4 separate regions of the Mus musculus genome follow, and regions 1, 2 and 3 are each linked to region 4. A link is a contact called in public HiChIP or PLAC-seq data. All regions are on one chromosome and are shown on one strand. The core of a region is the stretch at or near the end of the contact, and the rest is flanking DNA. Distances in the headings are between cores, read along the strand shown.

What was found. HiChIP or PLAC-seq counts read pairs in DNA pulled down with a chosen protein or histone mark.
Region 1: a contact with region 4 is called in an H3K4me3 HiChIP or PLAC-seq map of the SCID.adh cell line, with 16 read pairs. The contact joins the enhancer-like site here to the promoter of Cradd in region 4. A contact is called at or near these places in 11 of 39 promoter capture datasets (the 3T3-L1 cell line, the C10 cell line, HPC-7-derived erythroid cells and 7 more), 1 of 15 datasets of contacts at CTCF or cohesin (the NIH/3T3 cell line), 10 of 484 Hi-C or Micro-C datasets (the AML12 cell line, bone marrow-derived macrophages, brown adipocytes and 5 more), 14 of 115 datasets of contacts at active chromatin or transcription factors (the 230-238 cell line, DN3 thymocytes, the SCID.adh cell line and 10 more) and 4 of 9 other capture datasets (adipose tissue, liver, macrophages and 1 more).
Region 2: an H3K4me3 HiChIP or PLAC-seq map of the SCID.adh cell line shows a contact between it and region 4, with 9 read pairs. The contact joins the enhancer-like site here to the promoter of Cradd in region 4. A contact is called at or near these places in 6 of 39 promoter capture datasets (the C10 cell line, the HPC-7 cell line, HPC-7-derived erythroid cells and 3 more), 1 of 484 Hi-C or Micro-C datasets (bone marrow-derived macrophages), 5 of 115 datasets of contacts at active chromatin or transcription factors (the SCID.adh cell line, bone marrow-derived macrophages, embryonic basal ganglia and 2 more) and 2 of 9 other capture datasets (liver and macrophages).
Region 3: a contact with region 4 is called in an H3K27ac HiChIP or PLAC-seq map of embryonic stem cells, with 22 read pairs. The contact joins the promoter of Ube2n here to the promoter of Cradd in region 4. A contact is called at or near these places in 7 of 39 promoter capture datasets (the C10 cell line, the HPC-7 cell line, cranial neural crest and 3 more), 15 of 484 Hi-C or Micro-C datasets (CD4 T cells, CD8 T cells, the G1E-ER4 cell line and 9 more), 8 of 115 datasets of contacts at active chromatin or transcription factors (the 230-238 cell line, effector CD8 T cells, embryonic stem cells and 3 more) and 3 of 9 other capture datasets (adipose tissue, liver and pancreatic islet).

Annotation. Positions count from the first base shown.
Region 1 is chr10:95,118,518-95,123,972 of GRCm38.p6, reverse strand. Gm29684 (predicted gene, 29684) reads left to right here. Exons shown (of 4, transcript NR_131146.1): 4 at 1,672-3,391. Among named protein-coding and RNA genes, the nearest start is that of Gm29684, 25 kb to the left of the region's middle. Within about 2 kb of position 3,697, at least 25 of the 459 cell types and tissues checked have an H3K27ac peak or open chromatin away from gene starts, as enhancers often do. A contact at or near this core is called in the AML12 cell line, the SCID.adh cell line, liver and 3 more, where this site is marked.
Region 2 is chr10:95,064,496-95,070,012 of GRCm38.p6, reverse strand. No RefSeq gene overlaps it. Among named protein-coding and RNA genes, the nearest start is that of Gm29684, 79 kb to the left of the region's middle. Within about 2 kb of position 2,087, at least 7 of the 459 cell types and tissues checked have an H3K27ac peak or open chromatin away from gene starts, as enhancers often do. A contact at or near this core is called in the SCID.adh cell line, where this site is marked.
Region 3 is chr10:95,513,365-95,518,672 of GRCm38.p6, reverse strand. It overlaps Ube2n (ubiquitin-conjugating enzyme E2N), which reads right to left and starts at 3,511. Exons shown (of 4, transcript NM_080560.3): 1 at 3,436-3,511. The coding sequence starts at 3,465. It overlaps Gm46239 (a long non-coding RNA gene), which reads left to right and starts at 4,417. Exons shown (of 2, transcript XR_001779843.2): 1 at 4,417-4,473.
Region 4 is chr10:95,321,934-95,327,082 of GRCm38.p6, reverse strand. Cradd (CASP2 and RIPK1 domain containing adaptor with death domain) reads left to right here and starts at 3,374. Exons shown (of 3, transcript NM_001330138.1): 1 at 3,374-3,614; 2 at 4,194-4,497. The coding sequence starts at 4,200.

The sequences.
Region 1 (5,455 bases), core at 2,448-4,947, 200 kb after region 4:
AAAAACATTTTGTAAGGTCTGGAGTTGACGTATACTCTTTATGACATTTTAATCTCTGAGTAATAGATTCCATCGCCTACGGAGCCAGGCCATTTCCATTTATTGACTTTTCCTCTTCTCTCTCAGACATGGAGTCTACCTCCTGTTGACTCCATTCTCCCTCCAGCCACCAGGAACTGTTTCTGGACAATGCTCACCACCATGCCAGCCAGGTCTAAAACAGGCAAGGGGTCCTGAAGGCCCACCAAGGCACCCCATATTCCTTAAAAGGATGCTGAGGAGGCCTTAATCCCCCTTCTATCCTTACATTTTCTCCCAGTGATATGCCCCAGTGATATGCTGGGTATGACTTTGAGATTGATGTGTTGGTGGCAATACTTTATAATACTATTCAAGGCACGATGCTGTGATTATGAGCATAACCTGGTGTTTCAGAGCATGGGACCCCCTGACATGTTCACAGACTGCATTGTGTATGTTTAGGTGGTATTTTACTTAATTGAGCTGGGGAAAGGAACTTGAGTAGAAGAACAGGGCACGAACAATGTCTTAGTTTAAGTGATATTGATGGAAAAAAAACATTTTGCAAGGTCTGGAGCTGACGTATACTCTTTATGACATTTTAATCTCTGAGTAATAGATTCTGAGTAGTAGTTATTGCTTCGATGAGACACCACAAGCAAAGCAAGTTAGAGAGGAAAGGATGTATTTGGCTTACACTTCCACATCCATAAGCCATAAGTGAAGGAAGTCGGGATAGGAACTCAAACAGGGCAGCCACCTAGCATATAGAAGCCATAGAGGAGTGCTGCTTACTGGTTTGCTCAGCCTGCTATCTTATAAAACCTAGGACCACCAACCAAGGGATGGCCCCAGACACAACAGACTGGGCCCTCCCCCATTAATCACTTATTAAGAAAATGCCCTACAGGCTTGTTGACAGCCTAATGTTGTAGCAGCATTTTCTTCATTGAGATTCCTCCCTCTCAAATGACTTCAGCTTGTGTCAAGTTGACAAGAAACTATCCACCACAGGCGCCTATGACACACACTTGCTGGGAATCTCACAGTATGACTCAAGGCAAGCTGAGTGAGGGTGTGGGCAGCCCTCCTTCAGAATAAGGATAATTATTCCCCTGGTCCCAGTAGACCCCATTATGAAATTCCAACTGATCTCACTCTTCTCTCACATCGTGGTTCTTTGTATTTCTCTGCTCTGAACCCCTTCTGTTCATTTTTCAGACCTATGGTTGAGCATGGCAGAACAACACAGAAAAGAAGAGAGGGTCTCCATCCAAGGATGCAGTTGTAGATGAGGGGGCGGGCACCACACTCATGGCCATTTTTTTTTTTAACCTCCAGCTGAGAGCATTGATTGGACCATTAGCCAAGGAGCTGTGGGATTTCACAGGGTCTGCCCACCCTGGTTCAGGCCTGGTTTAGTCACCATAAGCTTCACATGGCAGAGAAAAATAAACTCACCTCGAAGTTTGATTCAGTCCTGGGAAAACTGCCGCCAGCACACCTTTGGTGTCAAGGTCGCTCCTTATCTTATCAGTAAAAATCCCCTAAAACTGCTACGGGAACTTCGGCTCCCTGTCCTCATAACCTGGAGGTGTAGCTTTCTTCATGCTTTGAGAATAAAGATAAAATGAATTATTAATTTTCCAGGGCAGCAGCGGGTGATGCTTGGTCAAGGAGTGAGGAAGACGAGCAGTCAAACTTCTATACATACGGCAGGGAAAAGTCATAGAAGCAGGCGGACTGGAGGAAGCCAGAGGTGGGGAGTTTCCAGAACGGCTCTCGGAAGGAGCAGTGGCCTTTGTATAGTGAACCTCCAGCTCCAACTTCTTCCTGGATTCACAGCCAGAGAAGTCATGCCGTGTGGAAGCCTGCTGGTTTCTAGAACTCCATAGAACATCTACCTCTGTCTGGGTGATTTCTGGTAATCAGCAAAGCCTGGAAATTTTGAATCATCTCCATCAGAAACAGACAAGCTATCTTCTTTTCAGTACGGGGGACCAAACTAAGAACCCTGTACAAGCTAGACAAATAATCTCTCGATGCAGCACACCCTCAGATCCCTGCCCCACAACTGTCTTTTCTCCCTGCTAGTAAAACTTTCCAATCAAAATCATTTTCCCACAATTAAAAAATTATAACTTAATACATATACATGGAAAAATAAGAAATCAAGATTAACTTGTAATTATTAAAACAGAATAAGGCACCAGCCAGCCTTATTTCTGTCTGAGCTGGTTCCCTTTTTCTAGAAACCATTTCTGTAAATTATAAAGTTTTAAATTCCATAATGGTTACCTTCTCATTGATTTAAAAAATGCTGTACAAACTTTTGTAGTTTACTATATTTATTCTCTACACACTGGCCTACTATTAAAGTGACTCTCACTCACTCTTTCCTCTGAGGCCCCCTACTTCCCAGGATCTATCATTAGCTTCAATGGGGGGCTTTTATAATTTAAAACCTACCATGGCGTTTCTATTAATCTTCCTATGTAATATCTTCTGAAACAAGATTTTGATAACTTATCAATGAAAATTCAATATTGAGTTGGGAGAGCAGGGTGAGATGCATGTGCTGCCACAAACCTATAATCCCATGGCTCGTGAGGCCGAGGCTGCAGAATGAGGGCTAGAAGCCATACTAGGTTACATAACACGTTCCAGGGTGGCCTCGGTTACAGAGTGAGACTCTCTCAAAAAACAAGTCAAACAAAATATACACACAAAGAAGAAAAACAAACAAACAAACAAACAAACAACACACACACACCAAGTTGTAACCTGTAATTTAGATATGAAGGTCACAATGAAATGGCTAGAAAGAGATTTTTGGTTTTTTGTGGTTTTTTTTCCAGTAATAATACAATCTCAGGGGTCACAGTATGAGCGAGCAAATGTCCTGTAACAAAATTATCTTCATGTGTAGGCATCCACTAAAGGAAGTTTTGAACTTTCTCTGATTGGTCTGACAGGCATGCAAATAGCGATTCTGTAGTCTCTGAAATATTTTGCATTATAGCTGAATATGAAAGAAAAAATGATTAATTTACTCCTTAAAATTTTTTATTGTATTTATTTATTGGTGGGGGCATGCCAAGGTGCACACTCCAAGGTCAAAGGACAGCTTATAAGAATTGGTTCTCTCCTTTGACCCTGTGGGTCCTGGAGATTAAACTCAGGTCATTTGGATTGCATGCCAAGTGTCTTTATCCACTAAGCCATCTCACCAGTCCAAGAGTAATTAGTGATCAAATATTATGAACTTATACTAAGTTACCATTATATTATGAAGTTTATAGATTTCCTATTATTGTTGTTATTATATACATATGTGTGTATATAATGTGTGTAATAAAATGTCAAATGTAAATGTATGTATTATGTACAGTATACTTTGGGAATGATCATGTGAAAGATATTTAAGTTTCCAAAAGCACACATTTTCCCAAGGATACTTTTCAGCCACGTTCATGAGCCATCTTTGCCACTCAGTTGCGAGAATCTCAGAGAGCTTAGCCACCGCCCTGCTGACTGCTACCGCTCTGCCTCTGCCTGGCAGGTGGACACGCTCCTTGGGGTATCTTCAATGAAACTGTTCCCCACAGGTCCAGGTGTTTGAATATCTGATTCCCAGTTGGTGGAGCTATTTGGATAAGTTTAGGGTGTTTGGCTTTGCTGGAGGAAGTGTGTCACGAGAGAGGAGGGCTTGGGGTAGGGGTTGAGGTTTCAAAAGCCATGTGTCATTCACAGGTCAATAATTACACAGGTCAATAATTACATTCACAGGTTAATAATTACAGATTAACTTGTAATTATTAAAACAGAATAAGGCACCAGCCAGCCTTATTTCTGCCTCGTGCCTGTGGTTCAAGATGTGAGCCCTTAGCTTCAGTTCTGGATGCCGTATTTGCAGCTTACAGCCACATAAGGCTCACACCATGACAGACTCTTTCCCCTCTGGAACATGAGCTAAATAAATCTTTTCTTCCATAAGTTGCGCACTCATCATGCCTTATTACAAGAATAGGAAAGAAACTAACCCCTCTACTTCCCGAGGCCCTTCCTGTACACATATCTCCTCTCTGAGACATTATTAATAGTCTTACTGCCTCCCTAGATCCTGGAGGAGAAATGTAGTCTCCCCTTTCTTGAGTCCTACAAACGCACAGCTCCTCACGATATCCTTCCTTATTTTACCCCTCAACTTTACATAGATCACATGGTACAGAATGCCCCAGGATATTCAGCTAAGGCTTAAGTACGGTTCAGATATTTTCCTTGAATGCTGAGGATGTGGCTCAGTTGATAAAGTGCTTGCCTGGCATGCACAAACCCCTGGGTTTGATACACAACAGTATATAAACATGATGATACATATCTGAGTTCTTCTCTGCCAACTGTTTGTATGAAGTCTTACTCACCACCCCATTCTCTTGCCTTGGTACAGGCTGCTGGGTGTCAGAGCCACCTGCACTTACAGCTCAAAGCTAGAACGCTGACCACAGAGTATCTCAGTACCCAGGGGTCACACTTACCAGCATGGAAGAAGTCCCTTGACTTGACTGCCACACATTTTTTTGTCTAGCAGATCATTAGGACCCCCAGGGGTGGATGAATCTCCCACCATATCCTCAGCTGATGGATAATACCCCCATCACAGAAAAAAAAAAGAAAGAACAAAAAACAAATTGAAGGAGCTTTCTTCTTCCTGGTGGTGCTTTCCAAATCTATCGTTCAAGCTGTGAACGTATGCTGTCACTAGTGTGTCTCAAGGTACCTTTGAAAGCAGTCAGTAGACACTGCTACACTGCTACTTTCTCTTTTCAGCTGTTCAACCCTGCTGCCCAGACAACATTACAATGACCTCATGTGAACAGTGGAAGGGCCACGAGATGAAGGGAAAGGATTCCAGCTATGGGTTCAGAGCATCTGTGCTTTTAAAACTGTAGCCCCTCCTGGCTCTGCTCCTAGAGATCTCGCTAGCGCCTTGTGAATGTGGTGAAATCTACAGATGTGTGTGTGTGGGGGGGAGGGGGGTTCAAAAGGCAGAGCGTAGCTTTTCCGGAGTTAAAGGTCTGGGCTCCTCCTGCTCTGAAGGTGGGCTGCATCTTAAGGGAGATGAGAATTAGACATAAAGGGTTAGTGTTTACTCACGACCCATGAACTTGGGAATATAAAGGGGCTACTGCCTTAACACTCCAACATGGGGGCGCAGGAGCCTGAAGGGTTATGTAAGGAGAGAAGAAGGTGTGGGCTAGGATCTAAGTCCTCTTCTCTGAAACACTGCACTGAGTGTGTAACCCCAGGGGGCAGCTCTTGCAATTCTCCTTTTGAATTGTTGTGCTTTGTGTTACTTAAGACATAGACCCAAACAATATGTTTCTATGAATCTGAAGAAAAACTTAACTGTTAACATCTTATTCATCTTCAT
Region 2 (5,517 bases), core at 838-3,337, 260 kb after region 4:
CACTCTACAAATATGTATTATAAAATAGCATGCATCCACCTAAATATGCTTCAATAAAAGAGTCTGGCTAGCGTGGATTCCAAATGAAGATCTAGCTTTCAGATTGAGAGGGGGTAAAGGAGCCAAGAAGGGGAGATCTGACCCCCTTTCTATTTGAAGTGACCAGTGAGAAGTGTTACGTCTGGATCAAATTAGCACTGTTTCGACAAGTTTACATGCACGCGGTTTACAGCAGGACATGGGATCAAGTACCTGCATTAATCTGAGATGCCTCTTCTCTGGAAACATCAAATAGGGCCAAGACTATTTGGACCAAGTGACTCTGAGAAAGATACTCGGCATGGTACCAGCCATCAGCTGTTGGCTGCACTTGTCAAGATACATGAGCCTATGTGTGTTCTAAATCACTTTCAGTGTCGATGTAAAAAGCAAAAAACCAACCAACCAACCAAACATGCAAACAAACCAAAAAGCACCTGGAACTCACTGATAAATAGTATGTGGATGCTCCCAGAAGAAAGAGAAATCAAAGCTCACCACCATGGTAAAGTGGAAGTCAGCTTGCTTTACAAATGTCGAATGATGGGCTGGGATCAAGACTGGATGTGATAAGGCAAGTCTATAAGCCCCAACCTTGAGGCTCAAACGGGATAAAGAGTTTGATGCTAGCCTGAGCTGCACTGTGAGACTTGTCTCCAAAAGTCAAAAACACCAAACCAAGCCATCAGCAGATTTGAAATAATTCATTAAAATTCTCTCAAGATTAAAGAAAGTGCTAAAACTGGGCACTGCCGATTGTGACGAAGACTTCACCCACAGAATTCTCTAGAGTCTGGGATTTTAACTCTATGATTAAGTATTTGGCCAGTGTGAGGTTGTGACTTGATGGGTTCAATCCGAAGCCCTGTAAAAGAAGTGCACACATACCAAAGGGAAGGGGGAGAAAAGAAAGGAAGAAAACATGAGCATGGGGTATGGGTCTAAGAGGCTAAGAAAAGAGGATATTAGGGGCTGGAGAGATGGCTCATTGGTTATGGACACTGACTGCTCTTCCAGAGGTCCTGAGTTCAATTCCCAGCAACCACATGGTGGCTCACAACCATCTGTAATGGGGTCCGATGCCCTCTTCTGGTGTGTCTGAAGACAGCGACAGTGTACTCATACATAAAATAAATACATTTTTAAAAAAGAAAAAGAGGTTATCAGATTTGAAGTTACCCTGGGCTGCATATGCAACCAAACCATGTCCTTGAAAAATAAAATAAAATAAAGTTAAGCAGGCCTGGCATGGGGGTTCATGCCTAGCAATAGAGAGGTCGAGGCAGGAAAATCAAAAGTTCCAGGTTACCCTCAGCTCTCTAGTAAGTATGAAGCCAGTCTAAGCTACATGAGACTCCAGCTAATAAAACGCTGTTAAGAACATAACCTTGTTCTTTAAGGAAAATGGGTTTTGACATGAACATTAAATTTTTTCTGCACTTATATGAACCTAACTACCAAGTGAATTTAGACATAAAAGTTGTACTTCTTAAATATTACTAGGAAACCAGGAAGAGCTCAGCAGGAGGTAGAAAGAAAAATCAGCCTGGGGTCTAGCCAGCCTCAGCCTAAGGCTCTGTCCCCTAGAGAGGAGCCGGGAGGAGGCTTGGTTCCTATGCAGCCATTTCTCAAAAGCATCTAGAAATCCTCCTTTGTGAGCCCCTTCAGGGCTTATAACACTGGGGGGAGCCTGTGTGGAGGGTGGGCAGCTTCCCTGCTTTATGAAGAGGCCGCTGTGGTCAGATGAGACTTTTGGAAAGCACACTTGAGGGTTTGAAGGCAGCAGCTGGTCTTTCTCCTCTCGTGCGTAAGCAAGTCCCTACAGGAGTGATTCTATCAGTTCATTAAGGCTCAGAGGAAACGGTGATGGGGAACAAGCATGGAATCTTAATGGCGTGCAGCTATGGTTGGAGCTAATAAAGATGACGCTGCCTTTTCCAAGTTTGGCTTTTACGTTGAGCACGATAAAAAGGAGACGAGGGGATCAACTCGGTGTCCTCTAATGGAGCTCAATTCTGGGGCAGTCCAGGATTTCTGGGGAGAAGAATCAGGAGTTTGAAGGGTCTCCCAATAGTTGTTCTCTTTTGTGACTGATTCCTCTCCACCCTCAGGATTGAAGAATGGCCAGCTAACAGTAGGGAAGGGTCATGGGAAAGAAAAGAAAAGCCCAGACCTTCCTTTATTCACATAAGTCACAGGTACAAGACGGGGGGGGGGGCAGAAATAGAGACAAGAAAATAAAACCACCTGTAAATTTGCTACCAAAACCTATCCCAGCCAGTGTAGTGGTATATCTCTTTAATCCTCTCATCATGGAAGCAGGTGGATCATGATGAGTTAGAAGCCAGGCCTGGTCTTCATAGGTAGTTCCAAGACAGCCAAGACTACATAGTGAGACCCTGTTTCAAAGAAAAAAGAATAGAAAAAGAAACATCTCTAATATATTAATATATGCTGGTATATCGTTTTCAAAATGCTTATAAATTAATTGCATAAATATAATTTTCATATGCACATATAAGTAGTCATGCAGTCATAAAATATATTTTCCTTCCAAATAGTATATTATAGATTCTTTAGTTTTGTTTCCTCTTAATAATGCATGAATGTCACACATCCATAAGCGTACTCTATCATTGTAAATAGCTACTTGCTGGTATTTTCGTGGTGGGTTATAATATATTAGCCAAAGTCTAATTTTAGACCTTTACATTTCAACAGGTTCTTGTGATCTTTTGAGCAAAGCTGAGATATCCCTGCTTAGGCTTGAGGTTTTAATCTTCTCTCCCAATGTCTCCTTCCCGACAGTGAAGAGCGCTCTGTTGCTTGTTTCTTGCTGTGATCTGAGCTTTATTTTTTCTAGAGGCGAAGCCTTTAGTCAGGAAGGTAGAGCTTCCTAATTGGGATTAGAAGCTTTATAAAACAGATCTCAAAACTTTTACTCTCCCTCTACACCCTGAGAAAACACAGATAAAAGCAGACAGGAGAGGCAGAAAAGATAGTTGCCTGCCCACAAACAAGTGTATAGATCCTTATCTAAGTAGTCTCTATGTAACCTTAACCTTGGACTTCCTGGTCTTCAGAATCGTAAGAAATAAACGTCTTTTGTTTATAAGTTAGTCAGTGTGTGCTGTTCTGTTATGGTATCTAAGATGCTCCTGATACCAACTGAGCGTGTTCATTGCAGAAAGCTGATATATTAAGTGGGGAGGGGAAGTTAGTCCCGTGAAAAAGTAAGTGAGCATCCTTTCATGTATGTAACTATGGATTGTATATAGATAAGCATGATAACATATGTGTATTCTATATATGTGCATGCACACATGTGATGTACAAGGACATACTCATTTTGTTTTAAGCAGAGTAGATGTAACTTAATGAAGGAAAATAAAGAAGAAACTCATGAGAATGGGAGGGTTTCTGAAGGGAAAATATCCCCGAAGGACATGTTTTTAAAGATGCCGGTGATATATAATTCTCGGTGTTTTCACAATATATGGCAGACACCCCTCCAGGTCAACTAGTATAGGTTATTAATTTTTAACTCCTATGTGGTGTTCCATCCTAAGGATTGTCATACTTCATCCAGGTATTCTTTTATTAATGGATTTGGTTTCCCATCAACTTTCAGTTATTAATACTGAAATACTAAGGTTGCAGTGATCATCCTTGTACATAGATACTTGCACACTAGGGGTTGTTAATTTCTATAGTTTATGGTCCCTGGAGTGGAACTCTGCATAGAATTGCATGTGCGTGTAAATTTTTAACAGAGGCCATAAATCCCTTTTACATGTGTCTGCCGGTGATAGATGAGAGCGCCCTTGCCCCGAATCCCATCCCTGATAGCATTAGGTGCTATTACATTTTTATGCTTGCCCCTGAGATGGGGATCGTCATAGTCATTTTAATTTCCATCTCTCTGCCCATTAGGGGAACCTGAACATTTTATCTTACTTGCTTTTCTGGCAATTGCCTTTTCCTATCTCCAACCCATTTTGCTATCAGTTTTGACTATTCTTATCTTTTTAAATTGTAAAAGAGCTGTTCTTAAATTATAGATATGAACTTGAATCCATCATTTGAATTTAAAGGATTTTCTCCAACTTGTTTGCCTTGGGACTTTATATTTGGTATCTCTTGAGCTCTCTATAATGCCTAAGAATTTTATGTATATAGATGTGTAATATACATGGTACATATATTCTTCTATTAATTAAAAACATGTCTTCTGGGCCAAGGAGATGGCTCAGTAGATAAAGGCACTTGCCACAAAACTTCAAGACCTGTGTTCAGTCCCCAGATCCCCCAAATTATCCTCTGATTTCCACATACATGCTATAGCATATACATGTATTGTGCATGTTCACACTCATACCACCTCCTCCATATGTGAATAAATGAATATAAATAAATAACAAAAACATGAACCCAACAGCACCAGAAAAGAACAAGTGGTTAGCTCTTACCATGACCTTTGCTCTGCTTGGGTTTTTGTTTTTTGTTTTTTTTGTTTTTTTTTTTAGGGGGGGGTGTTTGTTTTTGTTTTTGGCTCCAGCTGAATCCAAAATGGCTGGTTCTGGAGCTAAGAAGGACTTTAGGTAGGCCAAGCCAAGACAGTTAGATTCTCACATACAGAGCACTGGCTGGTAGTTGCTTGTGGACCTTATTAATGAACACAGGCCTCTAGCTAGGGCATTTATGCAGTTGTGGAGATTTGCACAATGCTAGTGAATATAATGTGGCCCCTCTATAGTATGTCTCACGAGCTCCTTGGCCTAATCTCAAGGGCATGCAGTTCTTTATTCTCTCAGGGCTCAGAACTCCACAGCTGCCCAAGCATTTGGTGATGCCAGTAGACCGTACTTCTGTGAAAAATCATCACTTTGCCTTTTCTCAACTCTACTTGAGCATGTTGGGGGCTTGATTAAGCTGACAACCAGCCAGACTTCTGAGTTTCAAGGATAAAACATATTTAGGTACAACTGTGACTTCAAGGTCACCACAGCTTCTCATGCAATGGGGTTACGATTGATGCGGTTATTCTGAAAACTCCTTGGATCTTAACTGTGGACGAGAAGGTATCGTCGTAACAAACGTCTAGATTTCTAGACACATGTCTAGTCTGTGCACAAGCTCAGTAGAGGGCATGACTCACCACCTCAACCTTCCTCTACAAATACCGTTTCCTCAACACCTAGCTATAAATACAATGCTCCATTTTTTCCCTAAAATAATTAATTTTACTTTCAAGTTTCAATCCACCAGGAATTTATTTTTGAAGCTAACACTAACTTTATATCCTATCTTCAGGAGACCAATTTTATTCTTCTCCATAGGGGACGAAAGGATGCATCTGACTTGCACTCTTAGTCAATAGTCCATCATAGGAGGAAGTCAGAGTATGAATTCAAACAGCACACTGGAGGCTGAATCCACAGAGAAATGTTGCTTTTCGGCTCATTCACCGGCTTGTGC
Region 3 (5,308 bases), core at 2,262-4,761, 190 kb before region 4:
TTATGGGGACACAGAAACAAGGCAATTAAAATTAAGGTAGACCTCTAGAAGAACAGGACTTGTGAAAAAAGAATACACTACAATAGCAAAGTGAGCAATACAACAAAATACCAGTGAAGCCCCATGACTGGAAATAAGCTTAACCATTCATTGTCCAAGGGACAACAAAGCCAACACTGTAACTATAGGAAAATAACTTCAATCAAATATAAAAGATGAGCTGATTCCAAATATATAGGGCTTTGGGGTGGGGTGGGGTTGTCAAAATGTTGTAAATTTTATTGTGTGATGGATAACCACTGTAGTTTTTAGTAGTACAGTAACATGATCTGTATCTTTAAAATATAACATTACCTACTGCTCACAAATAGACTAATGCCAACAGGACCATGAGGCAGGAAGCACCATTTTAATAAATGCCCAAACCAAACCATCCAACTCAAACTATGTAGTATTTGCAAGATAAAATACTGCCAGGTATGGTGGAATACACCCAAAACTCAGAGGCAGATGCAGAGACAACTGAGTTACACAGTGAGATCTTGTCTCATTAAAAAAAAAAGGTAATATTAATATAATCAACAGTAAAGTTCATCCTTTGAAAGCCAAAGGCTACCAAAAAATAAAATAACCCAATAAAAAAGAGTATGTATCTGTGACCTAAGCTACCGCTACCCCCTGCTTAGTCGTAACCTATTTGAAACAAGGTCTCACTCACACTCCCATGCTGGCCTCCACTAAACAGCCTTGGATGATTAACTTCTAAGCCCTCCTGCCTCTATCACACTGGGATTCTATGACTGAGTCGGGTGTGGTGAGGTAAACCTTCAATCCCAGAGAAGCAAAGACAGGTAGTTTCTGAGTTCCAGGCCAGCTAGGTCTACGGAGTGAGCTCCACTGCAGCCAGGGCTACAGAGAAACAGTCTCAAAAAACAATAAATACGTACATAAACAACCACCATGGCTGGTTTACGTGCAGTGTTGAGGATGGACACAGCAAGGCTTCAGGCATACTAGGCAAACACTACCAAACTACATCTCCAGGCCTAAAGTTACTTTTCAAAATAAATTTTAATGTAAATATGTTTTCTGCTTGGGGTGTTACTCTGTTGAATAGCACATATAAAAGCTCTTCTTTTCTTTTCCTCTTTTTTGTTTGTTTGTTTGTTTTTATTTTTTGGTTTTTCGAGACAGGGTTTCTCTGTGTAGCCCTGGCTGTCCTGGAACTCACTCTTGTAGACTAGGCTGGCCTCGAACTCAGAAATCTGCCTGCCTCTGCCTTCCAAGTGCTGGGACTATAAAAGTGTGTGCCACCACTGCCTGGCAAAAGCTCTTATTTTCGACTCAATCCCCAAAACTAGAAAAAGAATTTTTTTTAACTGATAATACAAAAAATGAATACCAAAAACCAAAAAACCAAAACCCTAATCTCTTAATCTGCCCTAGTGGTTTGGAAAAAAATAGTCCCTTAAAGCTAAAAGTATTAAAGTCAATTAGTATTAAATAAGTATAATAAAGTACTATAAAGTGAAGATTATATATTACAGCATGGGTTTGCCACTATCTTGTTTTAAATAAGCAAAAGGAAATGTATACTTAAGCATTGGGTGCCAAATGAATTGAAGAGCACTTGAATTTTCTGCTGTAAAGCATTTCTGTAAGCTTATAACAAATATATTCCACAGAGTTTATTTTCTCAGTCAAGGCCTTCATATTACTGCAGAGTATCAATATCAACTGTTCAGTTTACTGGGCATTTTACAGAACTGTATTCATTATCAATCTCTGCTATGTCTAGTCAATAACCAAAGTAACAAATAAAAACTTGATGGCCTGTGAAGCGAAGCAGCCATTTATCAAACGGAATCTTGGTTTACATGATCACTAGTGGCTATGTGCATATATCAGAACTAAACTATATTCGGGATCTTCCAATGCCCAAAAACCTACTTGGAAATGTTCTAAGATTCATAACACAGCAATAAACATTTGTTTTAAGATTCCAGTGCTCGCTGGGCAGTGGTGGCACACGCATGCTTTTAGTCCAAGCACTTGGGAGGCAGAGGCAGGCAGATTTCTGAGTTCCAGGACAGCCAGGGCTACACAGAGAAAAACCAATAAATAAGTAAATAAATAAATAAATAAAACAAATTTAAAAAGGAGATTCCAGTGCTCGTGGAAAATGTATTCTTCCTTTGTAAGAGTTTTTATCCTATGAAAGGGCTTGTTTTTCTAATTCAAGCACCTTTCTGTCAATGACACCCCAGCCTCACAGACATTTGTGACTGCCTGAAGAACTACAGTGTCTCACACCCTTCAAAGAGGCCCTCCACTTACTTTGTACAAATCTCCCCTAAAACTTTGGAAGAGTGGAACAATGCTATAAATATATGTTCAGTGGATTACAGCAAGCAAAGTGAAGCTTCAATTTGAGCACTTAGCTGGCAAACTGGGCAGTGCAAGATTTTTTTAACCAATTTCCTACATTAAAAAAAAAAACAGATGCCAAAAAATGTTAAAAATTTAGTTTTCTTGGGTTATAACACTATGAAGACTTAATGGTGTTATGTAAAGATTTTAGGAAATCAAGATACGAGGTTTATACCCCCGTGGTTCCTTATGTATTTATCAAAATTCAGTATCCCTAAAGAGCCCCAGGGCCGCTCAAATAAGGCGCACAAAAGCTGAGAGGCAAACTGTTTCACAGATCATCCCCATAACCGAGGCCCTTGAGGCCCTTGCCTCGGAGAAGAGAACAGTCTCCAAAGAGTTAGCCAGCCGAAGTACAATCACAGCGCTACCCAGCAGAAACACCGGGAAGCGAACGCGGAAGCCAGGGCAACCGGGCGGCCAGCCCCGGACGTCGCTAGGAGGTGCGGGGCAGCCAGGACCAACCTGTGCTGTCGCCGGCAGAACCCCGTGGCCCTCCCGGAGCGGCCTCTCCCGGCCCGCGGCCCCGCCCGGCTCTCGGGGTCGGTCCATTCATTCCGCACCCGGGACTGCCGCAGCCCCGAGCCCCTGCGGAGGAAGAGAAGGGAGCTCCGGGGCAGAGCGGCCGGCCACGGGCCACCACCCGCGCCCAGAGTCCAGGCCACGCCGCGATTCCCGCCCCGCGGAGGAACAGAAGCCGCCGAGGCCCGCACCGGTCCCGCGCCAGAGCCCGAAGCCCGCAGCCCCGCCCTCTCCCGGGCAGCCGCCAGGGCCTCCCCGGCCGCGGCCGCACCGCCCGGGCGTCCCGCTTGTCCGGCGTTCAGAGGCGGCCGGAAGTCTCCCCGGCGCCCCCTCCTCAGCGCCCGACTTCCTCGCCGCCGAGGCCGGACCCTTCTCCGCGATGCCTTAGAGAGGCCTCTCGGAGGCTGCGGAGGGAAGCGGACGGCCGCGCGGCCCGGCGCGCCGGAGCAGAGCCAGTGGCCCGAAGCCCGCCTGGGCGGTTACCTTGATGATCCTGCGGGGCAGCCCGGCCATCTTGTCAGATCCCGAGTTCGGCCTCTGCTCTTGTCTCCGGCTCCGCTCTCCTCACGCTCGAGTGGAAGTCCCGGGCTCCACTTCCGGGGAACGTCGCCGCGCCCGCCTGTCGCTACCTCCGCCGAGGCCCCTCGGGAAATGTAGTCCCTGCTAGGACGCGGGCTTCCGACAGCCTTCCCTCCGACCTGGTGGCCCCCTCCCCCGCGCTCCCCGCCCCAACCCCAGCCGGGGGTGGCGGAAGTGACGCTCCGCGGCGGGGCAGGGACTTGGGGGGAGGCGGCGCGAGGCGGCGCCGAGCTTCTTGGCCCGTGGCAGAATCGGCAACACTGGGCGGCCGGCGTCCACGAGCGAGCGCTGTACGTGCGACCACGCCTGCGTCGGGGGGCGACGTAACAAAGGCCCGGCCCCCGACGCAGCCCATTCATTCATTCGTTCCGTTTGTTCATTCAGCGTGTCCGCAGTGCGCGTGGCGGGCTGGCGCTGCAGCGGTTCCCTGCGGACAGGGCAGGCGGGTCGCGCGCTCCTCCTCGGTGGCGAACAGGCCGGAAGTCAATACCAAAGCTTCTAACTGGGAATAACGCTGCTTGCCAAGGACCACACACACACCCGCGACAAAAAAAATTTTTTCTAAACGTTTAAATTTCACATAAAAAAGGGGGCCTCTCTGGCGCTCCCCAAAAGAGAGTTCGGAACAAGGGAGGAGGCAAAAGGCACGGCCTCTAAACGCCTGGATCCTGCAGGATATTTAATCTTTGTGGTTGTTGGTTTTCCTGAGAAAGGGCTCCCTATGTAACCAAGTCTGGCCTGGTGCTCTCTATTCTGTACGCACCGAGCTGACTTGGAACTCGTGATTCTCCTGCCTCTGCCCCCTGAGTAGAGCTAGGCTTGTGCCACCACTTAAGGTTGAGCCTAGCAATCGAGATTTACGTGCTAACTAGAAGAAGGATCTGATTAGAGTGTAAGGGTCCATGCATGATTCGCTGAAGAATGATACCCCAGACCCAAACGGTATGTAAACGCAGAGAGGGCTTTATTCTGCAGAAGTCCAGCTTGCTAGGGTCTCTCATTCCAAGATGGAGACCTGGAAGTGAGCTCACAGTTCAGATTTAAAGCACATTAGGGGTGTGGTGGGGACATGAGTGGCTGAAAACTGTTGCTGAGGAAGTCTGGAAACTACTGCTGACCCACTGTCCTTGCTTCAGGCCAGGTGGTGGGGCAGCTTCTGAGGCCTGGACTTGCCTAGTTCTTAGAAACAGGGATTTAGGCCTCGTCTTCTGAATTGCCAATTTGAAGTCAGCCTAGCCTTCTCAAGGGGATAGAAAAGCCTGTAATCCCCAAAGGCGTTGGATTACTCATAGAATGAGGGCCCTAAAAGTGGAGGTGTCTCACAAGGATCGCTGGGTGTTTCCATTTCTTTTCATGTTGCTGTGGTAAAACACCCTCCAAAAGCAACTTAAAGGAAAAGGGTTAATTTTAGCCCCAAGTTGCATCACAGGGAGACAATCCCAGCTGGTCACATCAAATTCATAATCAGAAATAGAGTTGGGAGGCAGAGGCAGGCAGATTTCTGAGTTTGAAGCCCGCCTAGTCTACAGAGTGAGTTCCAGGACAACCAGGGCTACACAGAGAAACCCTGTCTCAGAAAAAAAAAAAAAAAAGAAACAGAGAGCAATGAATCTTACATGTTAGTGTTCAGCTTTCTTCATTTTTCCTGTTTAGAATTAAGATGGGTATCCATCAATTAAATCAAGACAGTCCCCACAGGCAGGCCCAGAGGTGTTTCTAGATCTTATCAAGTTGATAACACTAACTTATGGCCGGTGCTTTCAGGAGTCAGATCCAC
Region 4 (5,149 bases), core at 2,125-4,624:
GAATGGTAGCACTCACCTACAAGTTTGACTACCAGCGAGGCTAAAGCAGGATAATCACAAGTTCTAGGTCAGTGTAAACAACTTGGTGAGCTCCTTTCTCAAAAAACAAACCAAACCAAACAAACAAATAAAAAACCAAGCAAACAGGAAAATGGAATTTAAAAAAGGAGGCCTGGGACTATAGCTCAGTGGTAGGGTGCTTTCCTGGTATTTGTGAGGATATAGGTTCAATTCCTAGTACTGAATACAGCAAAGTTTAAAAGTATCTTTTATTCGGCTGATGTAATTGTCATCTTGGAGGTCTACTGCCTCAGTGTGCTAACCCGGGCCTTGTCCTGGAAGCTTCTAGGCTCCATAAAATCTTCTCTAGGCCTAGAATGTTTTAGCCTGAGACATAGAATAGGCTCATCCTTTCTAGCTCTTTCTGAACTCTGATTGGCTGGTTCAACTCTGCTGTTCTGGCTCAAACTCCTCTCCAAGATGATTCAAATTGGCTTCTCTCTCAGTCTGACTTGTTGCTGTGCTTGGCCTCAAACTAACTCTGGCAATCTGTGTTGCGGTAAATCTCTAACCCAATATGCCCTGGCAATGAAAACACAACTCAATTAATATGAATACATGCTGTGAACCTAGACTGGGCAGATCTACTGCTACTTTACCATCTTCCACATCTATGAGACCCCTTAGAACTTGTGATTTCCCCAGGCCATGTGCTTCTGCTCTGCTTTTCTTCCTTATCCTTCTCCCCTGTGTCCTCTCCCTCTTCCATTTTTCTCTTTCTTTTTCTGCTCCTTTCACTCTACCTTCCCTTTTATCTGCCCAATCATCAGCTCTCCTTTATTTTACACTTTAAGGTGGGAAGCAGGTTTACAGGAAATCACCTGAGTGCTGACTCATTCCTTGTTCACAACCCCTCACAGGAGAACAGAGTGAACATCAAATATAATTAGCCCCAGGGCTATCCACAGCAAATCTGTTTTAATCTTCTGTCTCCTCCTTCTCTGGCTCATTCTGTATTTACCTGTGTCTAGCTTGTCCTCTCTCTGCAAACTGTCCGGGTAAAATTGTCCTCTTTCCTTCTTCACGGCTTCCTTTCCTCTCTCCTCTTGTGAGAGTTGGGCATATCCAATTCTGTCCAGTCTTTCTCTGATTCGTCACTTTGCCACTCAACTAGATATCACTTTCAAACATGGGTGCTTCATTTTTACAAAGTAACTTTACCTCCACTGTTTGGGATTAAGGACCTGTTTGTATTCCAGCAAGAGGGACTGAAGCTGTGTGCTAAGGGCTGAGCCACACCACAACTAGAAACAGATTTTTTTTTTCAATAAATAAGAAAATCTTGGGGTTCATAGTGTGATCAAGTATCCGGCAAAGTAGGAAGATTCCCTCCTCTGAGCTAAAGGTTTAACTCTCCTCTTCCTATAGTTGTGTATTTCAGTATGTTTTTGTTTTTTCTCCTGGCCCCTGCTACTGAAATAAAAATTCTGAGATTCAAACCTATTTACAAATACCTAGTTCATTAACTTTGCCTGTTCCTTGACTCACAAGAAACATTAGCTCATAAATTAATTACCCCATTATTCTATTCTAAATCCTGCCATATGACTGGTTACCTGGTCCTCAGGTTTTTGCTTTGGTCTCCATCAGCATTCTGGGGTCATTCTCTCACCTGTCTCTGTCCCAACATATTCTCTCTCTCTCTCTCTCTCTCTCTCTCTCTCTGCTGGATGTCCCACCTTTTAACTTCATGCCTAAGCTCATTGGCCAATCAGCTTTTTATTGACAGGTCAATGTTTTTATACAGTGCACAAGAGATTTATCTCTATACTCATTTGGATGATCACCGAAGCTGTTGTTGACAGTTATTCACCTTTTATTGTTTTCCTTTTTTTAAAGACCAATGATTCTAGAGCTAAAGATAATGAAGGACCCTCTGTGTAGCTCAAGCTTGTGCAAGGAGGTGACAGTTGGGTGATTCACTAGCAATATTTTGACTGCCATTAGAAGAATAGAGTCAATCATACATGGTTGTGTGGTGTACTGGAAAGAGCAGGAGATCAGAGGGACTTGGTTAGAATTTAGGTTTTACTCTGTATTGGCTGTGAGATTTTGGATGATACAATTGACTTTCCTGCTTCTCTAGACTGCAATGATTTGAAATGCTAAAAAGAATTCCTACCACTTACATAAAAACACTGTCAGTAAGACAGCTAGTGCCTGCATAGAAACCCTGGAGTATATTAGCATTGTAAGTTTGCACATACAGTTGAAAGGTGTTGAGGAAGGAGATTTATAAGTGTCTACTGATATGTTTATAGATATTTTATTTTCAACTGGAGGTACTGGTAGAAATATTCTTTTTCTATTGTCAAAAAATTTTTTTAGCACACACATCCTTTTTGTTACATGTCACCCAACTAATTAATGAGTTTATTAATTGTTTTATTTTATGAAGTAATTTGTGCATGTAGGTGTATATTACTGGGAGTTGAACTCAGGGCTTAACTGCTAGATTAACTTTTGACTAGCTTATTATAGTCAGGCTCTCATGGAGTTTTTTCTGTTAAGATTCAACAATTCATTTACTCTTTCACTTAGATAACGTAGATCACCTGTTCTCAACCTGTGGCTCTGTAACAACCCTTTCACAGTGGCAGTGTAAGACTTATCAGAAAACACAGATGTTTACACTAGGATTTATAACATAGCAAAATTAGTTATGAAGTAGCAACAAAAATAATTTTATGGTTGGGGGACACCATATTACAAGGTCAAAGCATTAGGAAGATTGAGAACTACTGCCTTAGAGTTTTTAAACCACTCTCTCTCTTTTTTAATGTAGGAGAGTGTGCCTCTTTTCCCACAGCAAACATGGCGGAACAAACTTCAACCTGACGTCTTGCGCCCTCAACAAAGATGGCTACAGCACTTCCTGCTCTTGCCTTTAACAAAGATGGTCGCAATACTTCCTGTCTAGGACTTTTGCCCTCAACAAAGATGGTCTTTATGGTACAGGTTCCCTAGCAGTCTGGATTCCGGTTGTAGTTTTAGTTATTCTTTTTTTTTTTTTTTTTAAACGGTACGTGGTCGCAGACGTAAGTAAGATGACTCCATCTTCTCTCGCTGTCCCCGCGCCGTGGCGACATCGCCCCTGCGCGGCTCTCCCGGGGGCTGGACCGGGGTTCGGGTGGCGGTGCCGGGGGTCGGTTTCCTCCGAGAGGACAGTCTGCGGCTTCATTTACCGTGAAAATCGTCGGTAGCTCTAACTGTGCCACAACCACGGCTTTCAGCTGCCGAGACAGGGAACTTTTTACAAGTTCCAAATGGAAACACGCTGCCAAAACAAAACAAAACAAAACGGTCACCCACGCCCTCCTCACCTGCCACCTCCCGATTTGGCGGAAGATCGCGAGCAAGGCTGGGATCCGACGTCCCGCTTGTGTGGGCTGAGGGTGGCAGAAGCCCCGCCCGCCACCCTTGCTCCCCTTGCCTTCATTGCCACCGCAAGCCACCCCGCAGCACACTAGCGACCTGAGCTCATTCAGTGTCCCATGCATGCGTGCTCACGGCCCTACTGCGACCCACATTCCGAATTCTTGTGAGGCTTATCGGTAAAGGCACACAAACACTCATTTTCTTGAGGGTGCTTGTCCTTTCTTTGAATGCTCTATAAACTTCTTTCCTCCGGACTGTCTTCTATTGCTGGTCAGGGTCTATAAATAAATGTCCCTGGTGCTTTTTAGCAGTTTCTAAAGCGTGGGTGCTGGACTAACTCTGGCAAAGCAATATTGAAATCCACTATTTTCTAGCATTTAATTTTATATAATAATATAAATAGATTAATAAATCTGTAATCCTTAGGGATTGCATTTTAAGTAAGGGATCAGATCTGTTTTCTGTTGGCTCTCTTACTGCACAAGGAATTGAAATAGGGCCCCATTATCGTGAGAAGCAGAGGTAGAAACATCCATAATGAGTGTCGTTCATTATGCCGGGAAGTGTTTGAAATATCCGTGGTTTGGCTTAACAGCCGCTTAGGAAACACCGTGGCTCAGCAGCCTCTTAAGATATAAAGACCTGACTGATTTTTGAGGTGCTCATTAATGAGTTTGCAGCAATACACTGACTTTGGGGGGGGGGGTGTCCATCAGCATTCCTGAAACCTAGGTGCTCATTTTGGCTCTTTCCAGGAAGAAATGGAAGCCAGAGACAAGCAGGTACTCCGCTCCCTGCGTCTGGAGCTGGGTGCCGAGGTACTGGTGGAAGGACTGGTTCTTCAGTACCTTTACCAGGAAGGAATTTTGACAGAAAACCACATTCAAGAAATCAAAGCTCAAACCACAGGCCTCCGGAAGACAATGCTGTTGCTGGACATCCTGCCTTCCAGGGGCCCCAAAGCTTTTGACACCTTCCTCGATTCCCTCCAGGAATTTCCCTGGGTAAGAGAGAAGCTGGAGAAGGCGAGAGAGGAAGTCACAGCCGAGCTGCCTACAGGTAGGCCCCAAAGAGATCCCCTCAAAACAGCTCTGGAAGTGTTGCAACCATGCCCAGTGGATTGGAATTTGGTCTTTTAGGAGGGACCAGGGCCACGAGCATGGGCAACGGTTTGGATGCAGAGGGCATGGCGTCGGAGGGTCAAGACGAGGAGGCGGTGTTAGGAAACTCGAGGAAGGAAGGGAACATGAACCCTGAGGCTGAGGGGTTAAGGAGGGAACTGAGAGTACAATTTAGACATGCTTCCAGGGGAACTTGGCAAGTCACATGGGAGGCTTGTTCTCATCGGAGAGCCAGGTCAATCTGAGCCCTTTGGCAACAGGAACCGTTTGGAAAGCGCAGATGGGAATGCAGGCTTTGGCCTACTGATAACTGATTTGTGGGGTGCCAAGCTGCCAGCTGGAGGAGGTCAGATCATGGGAGACAGCCTCTAGGAAGGCATGTCCTGCACCTGTCCCCACAGCCAGCCTCCAAGGCCAAGGGGATTATTTTGAAGCCTGCCTTTAGTTTGTTTTTAAAGGCTGTTGGTGTAAAGTGGCCCTTTAAAATTCAGCTCTGTGCAGACACCTGGGGAATTTTATTTTGCAAGGGCAGTAATTTGGGGGTGCGAGGGGGGGGCGGATCTTATTTTGATTTTTTTCCAGGAAAAAAA